Linked DNA regions of Muntiacus reevesi: region 1 is linked to region 2. The links are chromatin contacts, called in public Hi-C maps. All regions are on one chromosome and are shown on one strand. Each heading gives the region's core, a stretch centred on a gene start, on an enhancer-like site or on the middle of the called end of the contact. The rest is flanking DNA. Distances are from core to core; before and after follow the strand shown.

Region 1 (5,479 bases), core at 1,272-3,771, 130 kb before region 2:
AGGAATCCAGATCTGAAAGAGACACGTGCACCCCAATGTTCATCACAGCACTGTTTATAATAGCTAGGACATGGAAGCAACCTAGATGCCCATCAGCAGATGAATGGATAAGGAAGCTGTGGTACATTTACACCATGGAATATTATTCAGCCATTAAAAAGAATTCATTTGAATCAGTTCTAATGAGATGGATGAAACTGGAGCCCATTATACAGAGTGAGGTGAGCCAGAAAGATAAAGAACATTACAGTATACTAACGCATATATGCGGAATTTAGAAAGATGGTAACGATGGCCCTATATGCAGGGCAGAAGAAGAGACGCAGAAGTACGGAACAGACTTTTGAACTCTGTGGGAGAAGGGGAGGGTGGGATGTTTCGAAAGAACAGTATGTATATTATCTGTGGTGAAACAGACCACCAGCCCAGGTGGGAGGCATGAGTCAAGTGCTCGGGCCTGTTGGGCTGGGGGGATCCAGAGGAATCGGGTGGAGAGGGAGGTGGGATGGGAGACCACGATGGGGAATTCGTGTAGCTCTATGGCTGATTCATATCAATGTATGACAAAACCCACTGAAAAATAAAAAAATAAATTAAAAAAAAAAATTAAAAAAAAAAAATAATAATAAATATCTACCAAAGAAACACAACATGGTTACAGATGGTGCTACTAATCTTTTACCCATCCACCTCTACCAAGTAATAAGAATACGAATATACATCTAAAAAATATCCTATCAGTTATCTACTACGTACATAGTACAAAGACATGCATGAGATGGGGTGAAAAAAAATCAATGGTGCCTTTCCTTCTATGTCTTAAGAGGTGAATATGGACTAAAAGATACACTAACAATGTGCTTAAAGTTGGCTATTTTCATATTCCATGACAAAGATAATGATGTCTTTCAAATTTAAGCATTTAGAAATATAAAGCTCTACATCAAATATACTTAATACCTTTAGAGCAGAAATATACAAGGAAAATTACAATAATGTTGTTTCTTTTCACACGTTAAGGACTTTCTGCTTTTACTTTTCTTTGTATACAACAATATTACAAACAGCACCTTCATAACCTAGGTGTTTCATAAACATGAATGTGATTACCCACTCAATGTCCATTTCCTGAATGTGACTGAAGGGCCAGAGAGAAATAGTTTGGCTTAGTACATAATCAAATTTGGGCTGATGATAAAGAAGAAGGCTGTAGCTTTCCTACAAGGAATAAAAACACAACAGAAATTGTTCGATGTTTTGAAAAATCAAGAGCAACGCATATGAAAGTACTTTGTAAGCTCTCAGTTGAGATAAAAAAGGAATCTCGCATGAATACAGTATTAGGAGACTCTCTAATAGAGGAATCATCATACAGGCCTATTGTCTGCGATCCAACACTTGCAGTAATCACAGAATTTCTTTGGTTGTGACTTCCAGTAGTCTGCCCTGGAAAAGAAAAAACAAGTGTATTTAGAATCTAAAAAGGTAATTTTTGCATGATTTACGTCTTCTTAGAGTCCGAAATGCAAGCTTCAGAATCTTGTTACACACAGCATCCTGCTTTATTATTTAGCTGATTGAAAGCAACCAACTGAAATTCTGTTGCCACTAGAGTAAAAAAGTCTGCACCGGATTTAAAACTTCCTTAAACAAATTAGCTTTTAAAAATGTATCGTTTGTTATTGTCATCAGTGTAAAGAAACAAGGAACAGGTTGGAGAAGATCATCCATTCCTTTCTGGCATTTTTGGAGTGAGGTTACCGTAATGCAGACTTGAAGAAACTCATAAAGTTCACGTTAAATCAAGTTATTTCCACTCAAACAACTAAACATAAGACGCCTCTGGTGGGAGACTGTGGCTCCTCCGAAACTACCAGTTAATAGTTTGTTCTTGAGCCTCAAGGCAAGAGACAGTTGGAAAAGCCAATGGATCTCTCAGTTGGCAAGACCAAAAATTAAAGTCATAAGCTAACCAGGGCTGGCCGCTTCTAGCGGGCGGAGGAGGCAGCTGTGGCCGCAGTCCAACCCTACGGTTTCAAAACACCCCACGGTTCAAGCGCCACCAGAACGAGGATGCTCGCGGCCCCCGGCGGTGGAGGCGGCAGCAGCCCTCCGTCGCTCCACGGCGGCCGTCCTACCTGCAGGGGCCGCCAGCCTCCCTTCTGGAGCCCGCGAGTCCCCACCCCGGGACGAGAGAACCGGCCCCGCCGGTCCGCGGCCGGCCCCGAGCGAGTTAAGGGCGCTTCCGTCACGCCCCTGGCCGAGGGCGGACGAGGTGGAGAGGGGCGGTGGCGGAGGGAGAGCCCCGGAGGGCGAAGGGCCGCCCGGAGAAACAAGACCTCGTTGTTTGAGAGCCTGAGAGACCCGACTCACATGACTGGACCAGGCGCTCCGCGGGCCGCCCCGAAACCCGGCCGAGGCTCGGGTTCTCCGCGCGGGGAGAACTGGGCCCCAGCTCACCACGAGGCCCACCGGAGCCTCGGCGCGCGGACGCCTGCCGCCGTCCCCGGGGCCCGCGTTCCGCCGCTCCCAACTACGGGTGCCCCAGCGACCCAATCCGCGTTCGCGCTCTTCTCCCCCGCGCCCCTCCTCGAGGGGCGGGCCTCCGGCTCCCCGAGAGGTGGGGTCGTTATAAGCCGGCGGAGGTCGCCGACAGGGGCGAGAGCGCGACGGGACTTGAGGGCATGCTCGAGTCTCGTGTCCCCGCGTCAGCTCGCCTTCTCTCTTTCTCTTGTTCCCTCCCGAGATCCAGAACCTCCACCCTCCTTCTAGGCTCGCTGGCTCGCGGCCCGAGGCTCGCGCGCCGCCTCCGCCCCGAACGCAAACAGCTGTTCCCAGAGACGTCGCCGCCCTCAACTTTGCCAACTAGTCCGCACGCACTTTGACCGGCGGAGCAGCCCGGACCCGTAGGCTGGGGCGCGGGTCGTTGGCGGAGTTTAAAATAAAAAAAAAAGAAAGAAAGGTGAAACAGCTGGTTTCGGGGCCGGGAGTCGCCGGGCTTGGCCTCAGAACTTCTCCTCAGACGGCGGAGCGACCCCGCCCCGTAGCTGGGACGCCCGCGCGCTCCTACTGGGCGCGCTCTCGGGCTCGAGAGCGCGTGGGGAGCTGGGGTGCAGGCGGCGGCGGCGGCGGCTGCTGGGGCGGCCCTGAGGCTGAGGCGGCGGCGGCGGCGGCGGCGGCAGGCGGCGGAGCTGGGGTGGCGGCGGCGTTCGCTCTTGTCAGGTGAGTCACCGCGGACTTTCTCGCAGCACTTCCCATATGGTCTAGCGGTTAGGATTCCTGGTTTTCACCCAGGCGGCCCGGGTTCGACTCCCGGTATGGGAATGTCGTAACTCATTTTAGAAACAGACAGGCAAAACTGACTTGTCTTATTTCAAGTGGCTCTTTTTTTTTTTTTCCTGACACCCCCCCTCCCCCCACCCCCCAATGCCAGGTGATTTTTGTGGAAAACGAGCCTTAGAGCAGCGTGGTTAGACCTGGGTTACCTCGAGTGCGGAGTCGGGCGGGCGGGAGGAGCGGCTGCGCTCAGGCTGCGGCTGCTCGCGCGGGAGGCCGGCGGGGTTGGGGTACGGGGCACGGAGTTTCACTTCTCCCGGGGCCGTCCTCCCGCCGCTGCGGGCCCGGGCCGTCCCCTCCCCAAAGCTCGGGAGGTGATGATTAACCCCAGCCTCGCCTTATCGGCCCCCAGCGCCCCCCGCAGGCCCACACCCTCGCCTCGGACGGTCCGGAGCGACGCGGGGCGTCTTCGCCCGCGCCCGGCTCGGAGCCCCGAGTCAGCGCGCCCGGGTTCTTCACTAGAAACACCCCGCCCGCACCCCGGACCCCCGACACAAAGCAGCCCCCTCTCTGGCGGGGTGCGGGCCGGGGATCCCCGGCGACCGCGCCGCTGCCGCCCGCCCGGCCGCGGGTCCCCCCGGGGCGCCCGAGCCCCGCGCCGAGGGCACCCCGGCATGACATGTGGGACGCCGGCCGCCGATCATAGAAAGCTCCCCAGACTCGGGAGCCGCAGACCTGAGCGCTTTGGCTCGGGAAGAGCCAGGGCATCCGTCCCGTTCTCCGCGCCCCCCTCCTGGCCCAACACACACACACACACACGCGCGCGCGCGCGCACGCGCTCTGGAAAAGAAAAATGACCACTGGGATGAGATGTCTTTCAAGAAGAAATGTGACTTCTCCAAAGGGTCTATAACGTTTTGAGCGCCGCGGCTAGAAAATCCTGGCGTGGTGGTGGAGGTCAGAAGAGAGAAAATTGGCCGGAGCCTGGGGAGGGGATGTTATAACAAAGTTTCACTGTATTTTTAAATATAGAAGCCCTGTGTTTATTACAAAGAAGGGGCAGCTGTGTCAGCAGCATGTGAGCTGTAAACGAAACAAAAGCGTTATCTTAAATGCAAGCTGAAATTAGAAAATGGGGTGAGCTATATAATGTTTAGCCTATTGGGCCTTTGGGAACAAATGAAGGAGGAAGAAGTGCCTCTTGTGGATGGGTTTCAGGGCAGTGCCATGACAAACAGCAGAAAGTTCAGTTGTATGTGCCTTCCCAAACTCTTATTTTGATAGTTTTAGCTGTACAGTGAGTTTTGAAATAATCTGTTAGTGTGATCTGCATGATTAAGAATTAATTACTTTCACATTGTAAATAAACTTCCACAGCTAAATATGTTTTAGATCGTCTCCATTAATTCAAATATTTGGACGTTTACACCAAGCACCCACAGATATTTTGAAAGTTGACTGATGTTCAGGTTTTTTTTAATGTGAGGAGGTTATGGAGAGAATGCTAAAAGAAAGTATATTTTGGCTCCTTTGATCGGTATGACTTTGTGTAGCTCTTTCTCTTCTTTGCGCTCTGGGTTTAGAGCCATAAATTCTTGATAATGCATATCACTCACAAACTTTAGAGCTTCAGGAATTGTTGAGCAATTCTTGTGTTGGTAATAAGAGTGGAAAAGTTTCGTTTAAATAGAGGATTGTGTCATTGTTCAGAAACCATTTACTGAAAAATTAGGCTCGATTTTGGAAGAAGGAAAAGAACTCTCTGACTTAATTGTCTTCATAGTGCTTCGTTCGTGATCTTGCATTTCCTAATGACTTGTATTATACTGTACCAAATTGTGCTAAAATGGATGTGATTTTCAACTGAGTACCAGCTATAATTGCAAATGGCTTTATATGTCCTCGAGGGTATGCTGAGAGGAGTAGTCTGATGACAGTTTCTCAGTGTCCAAGATACAGACTTACAGGGTTCCTTGGTGGCCCAGCGGTAAGAATCTACCTGCGAATGCTGGAGGGTCCCTGGTCTGGGAAGATTCCACCTGCCTCGGAGCAGTTAAGACCGTGTGAACTGTGTGGCGCAAATGCAGAAGCCGGAGCGCCGGAGAGCCTGTGCTCCACCACAGGAGAAGACGCTGTGATGAGGAGCCCTCGAACTGCGATGTAGGGTAGACCGTGCTCGCCGCAACTGGAGAAAGCCCTTGCA
Region 2 (5,161 bases), core at 962-3,461:
ATACGATACAAATGACCTTATTTAAAAAGCAGACACGACAGACACAGAAAACAAACTTATGGTTACCAAAGAGGAGTGGAGGAGGGAAAAATGGGCAGATCCAAACTATTATATATATAAGGCAAACTGCTTGTACAGCACAGGGAACTGTATTCAATACCTTGTACTAAACTATAATGGAAAAAATATGAAAAGAAATAGCTATCTATCTGAATCACCTGGGTACAAAAGAAGGTAACATGACGCCATAATTAACTATATTTCAATTAAAAAAAAATACTAGGATGTCAGTTTTCCCCAAATAAACTGATCTATAGATCCAATGTAAGCCCAATTAAAATCCTAGTAGAGTTTTTATAATTGTTTTTTGGAAACTGACAGGGTTCATTCTAAAATTTATAAACAAATGGAAATAAGTTTTATAAAATGTATAAAATAATCTGAATATAAAGGACTTTGACTAGCCAAGAGTACCATGGCAATACTGAGAAAGTTACAGGACTCCTTAAGACTTATAAAGCTATATTAATTAAGATAGTGTGGAACACGGTTAGGCAGACCAATGAAATGAGAACCTGGAAATACACTCTCTGGTTATATATAGACCCTCTGGTATATCTTGTTATCTACTTTTTACAACAACTGTGCCACAATTATTTATTGGGGGAAAGAGCAAATGATAGTCTTTTCAGTAAATAGGCCTGGGTCAGTTGGATATCCATATGGGTGGGGGGAGGAGGAATCTCGATCCTGACTTCCCACCTTTTATAAAAATGAATAAATCTGGCTGTGAAAGATAAAAATGTAAAGCATTTAAGAAAACACAGGTGACTAATTTAATGGTTTTGAAGCAGGCAAAGCCTTATGTATGATACAAAGAGTATTGATCACAAAAAAGAAAAATCAGCAAATCCAGACAGTTTTACTTCAATTATTTCTGTAATTCTCACCATCCCAAACAATCAGTGACCTATTAAAGAGACACTTTGGTTCAGGGGTAAAGAATCCACCTCCCAATGTAGTAGCCCTTGGTTCGATCCCTGGGTGGGGAAGATCCTTTGGAGAAGACAGTGACAACCCACTCCAGTATCCTTGCCTGGGAAATCTCATGGACAGAGGAGCCTGGACGTCCACAGTCCCTGGCGACATAAACAGTCAAACCCCGCATTGGCCTGTAGTACAGCGGTTGTCTCCCAACAACTGTTCTGTTCCCTTCAATCCTTCTATTATTGTCCAGTCCTTGTGTCCTCCATAGGACAGACAGAACAACAAACAAAAATGGAAATTTAAACGTTAATGCCTTTTTCGAGTAAAAATCCTATGCGGTTTAGCATCTTTAAGTGAATTCCGTTCAAACTTCTCAGCGGAGTACACCTAGTCCTTATGACCTAGCATGTACCTACCTCTCCACCCAGTCTGCTTCTAGCTTGAATTTTGGCTCTACAATTTGAGTTCACATCATCACTTTCTAACACGCATCCTATTCAGTCTAAACTGCTTTTTCCCTTTCCTTCACTAAGTCTTCTTGCCAGACTGAGGCTCAGTTACAACCTATGAGGACTCCATCCGTATATATTATATTCAGTTGTGTCCCTTCTTGTTATCACATCAATGACTACTGCCCTTTCTTTTTTAGCCTTTAGAACAAAATTGGAGGGTGTTAACACCACTGAATCCCCGGACTTTAAGTTTAGATTTCGGATGGAGCAGGCACTCCAGTTCAGTTCCTTGTTCGTCTCTACTAATGGGCGGCTCACTCCCACGCCTTCCTGCTCCCCGGCTGCCGCCTTGGTGGAATTAGCTCTGAGTTTCTTCCATTGGAATTGCATGGGTCGAGGGGTACTGAGAGAGGAGGGCCGGATCCGCTGAGTGGAAAGTAGAGCGGCACTGGACAAACTTCAGGCTCCCTTTCTCCCTTCAGCGCGTTCGAATGGAACACGTTTTTCTTGTATCTGGGAAGCAAAGTGGGGAGAAAGTCTCGGCCTGTGAAGTTCTGGGGAAGCAAGCGGTCCGCCCGAACCGGAACCAAAAAGGCGTTAACTCCAGTCTAGCTACTGCGAGGGCAGAGCGACTCCCGGTGAGCTTGAGGCCCTCAGGTCTCCCGGCGCCAGGATCCCGGCGTCAACGGGCCGCCCTCCGGAAGTGGCTCCCGGAAAAGAACACGTAGCCGAGAGCGTCACGGGTCGCGAAAGTCTTGGCTGCCTCTGGGGAGCCATGATGAGAGCCGTAGGGGAAAATGGAGCTCAATGTGCCGTGCGTTACTGACAGACGTACAAACGTCTCCCAAACGCCACACGTTCCTGAGGGGTAGCTGTACGGTACCAAGGTCCTACTGAGTTACCGCGCCCGGAGGCTCTCGGGTAGTGTGCGCGCGCATTAGGACGGAGGGCGAGCGTGGCCCGCCGCGGCCTCCGTAACCAGGGCTGCGGTGGGGCGGGGCCTGCGCGGCCGGTCAGCGGCCGGGGGGGGCGGGGTCCGGAGAGTCGGTCCTCCACGGTCCCAGCCCGCCCCGCGCCCACATTTCGCCTCCCCTGCCCCTTCCCTCCTCCCCTCAGCACGCTGCGCGGCTGCTCGTTGGCTACTTAGGACGGAAGCTCGGTGGGTGATTCTCCAGAAGTTTCCCCCTTGGGCGGCGGCGGCGGCGGCGACGCTAGTAACCCCGGGAAGAGCAGCTCCGGCAGCGGGAACCGTGACGATTAGAGATGGCGGCGGGTCCGGCGGCTGCCGCGAGGTGCGCGTTTTTCCTTCCCTTTGGTGTAATTGGCATCCCCCCCGCCCCTTTCTTTGGTTCGTGAGCCTTGCTTGAAGTCCTTCTTTTCCTGGCAGGTTGTTCCGGAGCTTCTCAGATGCCCTCATCGAGCAGGACCCCCAGGCGGCGTTAGAGGTGAGACAGCCTGTGCCCCGGGGTAGGCGGCCGCTTCGGGTTCCTCCCGGTTCTGTCTTCCGGGGGTCGGGGTCGCTATTTCTTGTGCGGGTCAGCCCCGATGTTGACAGCCTCCGCCCCTCCTTTTTCTTCCCCGCGGCGGCCTGGTTACATTGAATCCTTCGTCGGGTACCCTTCCCACCCCTGGTCCCTTTATGCATCCTTGGAGCTCCTTAGCGTAACCTTCTTCTGTCTTAGGGATCCTGCATCGTGGGCCTCAAGGGACTTCTTTTTTTTTTTTTTAATGGCATTTGTGACTAGAACAAAAAGTGAAATCTCGGCTCGATGTTTGTTCATTCGGATTTTCGTTTGGCGATCATCCTTGATTATTTTTATGTTCCCGGTTGTGTGCTGAGGGCCTGTCTGAACTCAGGCCACTAGGACAGAAACCTTTTCCCCTTGTGTGCCTGAAAATTTCCAGGCGTCCCTGTTTCTCTTCATTATTCACTCATTTGTTTCATTTCTCAAAACAATTTCTTGGCGGGGGAGGGGCTGCTGTGTGGAAGGCACTGGTTGCTATGGATTAAAGTCTTAATTTATACAGTTAAATGACTTATAAAGCACTTTGTGTGCAGTGAAAGACTATAAAGCTGTAAAGGAAACCAAAAGAGTGAGTTAAGTAATAATTTGAAGTAAATCAGAGAGCCCAAGCTAAGAATACGTGAGGCAGGTGGGTCTCAAAATTAGCCAGGGGTTTCTTGTTTTGAAGCTTAAAAAGAGAGGAGACTTTGTTTTGCTGTTCTAATCTAACATATGTAAGGTTAGGAATTTGAGGCAAGAGAATCTTTCTCTTGGCTGTGACTTCTGAAAGAAATTGACTCATGGTTAGCAGAGGAGGTGACATTTGAGAAGAGGCACGAGGGAGCGAGCTTGGAAGCTCTGCGGAAGGATTATTTCAGGCAGGAAGAGGAGCCAGTGTCAAGATTCTGAAGTAGGATTGAAGTTGGCCTGCACAGGGAGCAGCGGGAAAGCTCGTTTGGTTAGGGTGAAAGAGGAGGGGGAGAGGAAGCCAAGGCCGAATCCATTGGTGCCTTTTATCTGTAGCTTGGACTATGTTTTGAGGGGGGTTGGGATATGAAGACCTTAAAATGAAGCGGTTGATTACTCCTGTGCTGGGATTTTTTCCTAGTGATTCTTCTGAGGTCACTGTTAGAATAATGTTACCAGAGGCACTGAGAATTTTTCTCTACAGTTCCTTATTTCAGCTAAGTAGCTGTTTTCAGAGTCTACATTTGTATGGTCCTCTTAGGCCCTGTGCCTCCTCTGGAAATCTAGTTTGTATAATAGTTGCTATTAAAAAAATATTAATATAATGGATTGTCATTTTACATCTGGCTTATTTTACTTATAAAATTATGTATTGACATGTGGTATGTAACACAAATCTAAAGTTTCTTCCCAACCAATAATTCCTCTTACCCATCTGTTCTGAACTACATCACCATCAGTTAGTTTTCCTTGGACTTCATACAGACAGTATCTTACGGTATCAAACAGCATCATACTTAGTTGAGTGTAGCTACTCTGTCTTGTTTTAAACTTTATGTGAGATACATCCACAAGTTTGTGGGAAGGGATAATTCTTTTTCATTGCTGTGTAGTATTCCACTGTATTAATATAGCACTGTTAAACAGTGGACATTTGGGATAGTTCTAGTTGTTAATATGAATAAAACCACTGTGGATTTTCTTATACATGTATTTTGCTGAACACACATGCACTCCTTTCTTTTGAGAGTGCATTTTTTTTTTTCTTTCTAGGAGTGAAATTGCATAGTGTAGGTGTGTGGTTAGCTTTAGTACATTTGTCCTTAAAATGTGGTTCTTGGACCAGCAGCATTTGCATCACTTAGGAATTCCTTAGAAATGCAAATTCTTGGATGCCTCCTCCCTCATATTTTCTTTTTCTTTCCTCTTTTTTTTGGCGGAGGGGCACTACGTGATGTGGCATCTTAGTTCCCCAAGCAGTAATGGAACCCATCCCTGCTGCAGTGGAAGTGAGGACAGCCAGGGAATTCCCCACTGCAGATTTTCTGAATGTACTTATGGCTCCTGTAGGCCAGTATGCCTTACCCTTCCTTTTTACAGAAGGAAACAGACCCAAGGAAATCCAGGTGATCCATCACAGAGATGTGTACAGCCAGGTAGAGGCAGAATAGGGGCCTCTATAGGACAGGAGTTTCCTGCTCTTAGTCTAGTGCTATGGTGGTTTCCAAAAGTGTTTTCCCAGACCCTCCG

Evidence for each region. A called contact is a pair of places that touch in the nucleus more often than the background predicts.
Region 1: a contact with region 2 is called in a Hi-C map of muscle, with 8 times the contacts expected there. The contact joins the promoter of WBP4 here to the promoter of SUGT1 in region 2. A contact is called at or near these places in 2 of 3 Hi-C or Micro-C datasets (blood and muscle).

The regions. Positions count from the first base shown.
Region 1 is chr11:10,225,296-10,230,774 of mMunRee1.1, reverse strand. It overlaps WBP4 (WW domain binding protein 4), which reads right to left and starts at 2,521. Exons shown (of 10, transcript XM_065902365.1): 1 at 2,374-2,521; 2 at 1,374-1,446. The coding sequence starts at 2,375. It overlaps ELF1 (E74 like ETS transcription factor 1), which reads left to right and starts at 2,667. Exons shown (of 10, transcript XM_065902363.1): 1 at 2,667-3,222. TRNAE-UUC (transfer RNA glutamic acid (anticodon UUC)) reads left to right here and starts at 3,253; the gene lies at 3,253-3,324.
Region 2 is chr11:10,096,718-10,101,878 of mMunRee1.1, reverse strand. It overlaps SUGT1 (SGT1 homolog, MIS12 kinetochore complex assembly cochaperone), which reads left to right and starts at 2,211. Exons shown (of 14, transcript XM_065901650.1): 1 at 2,211-2,360; 2 at 2,556-2,731; 3 at 2,827-2,884. The coding sequence starts at 2,703.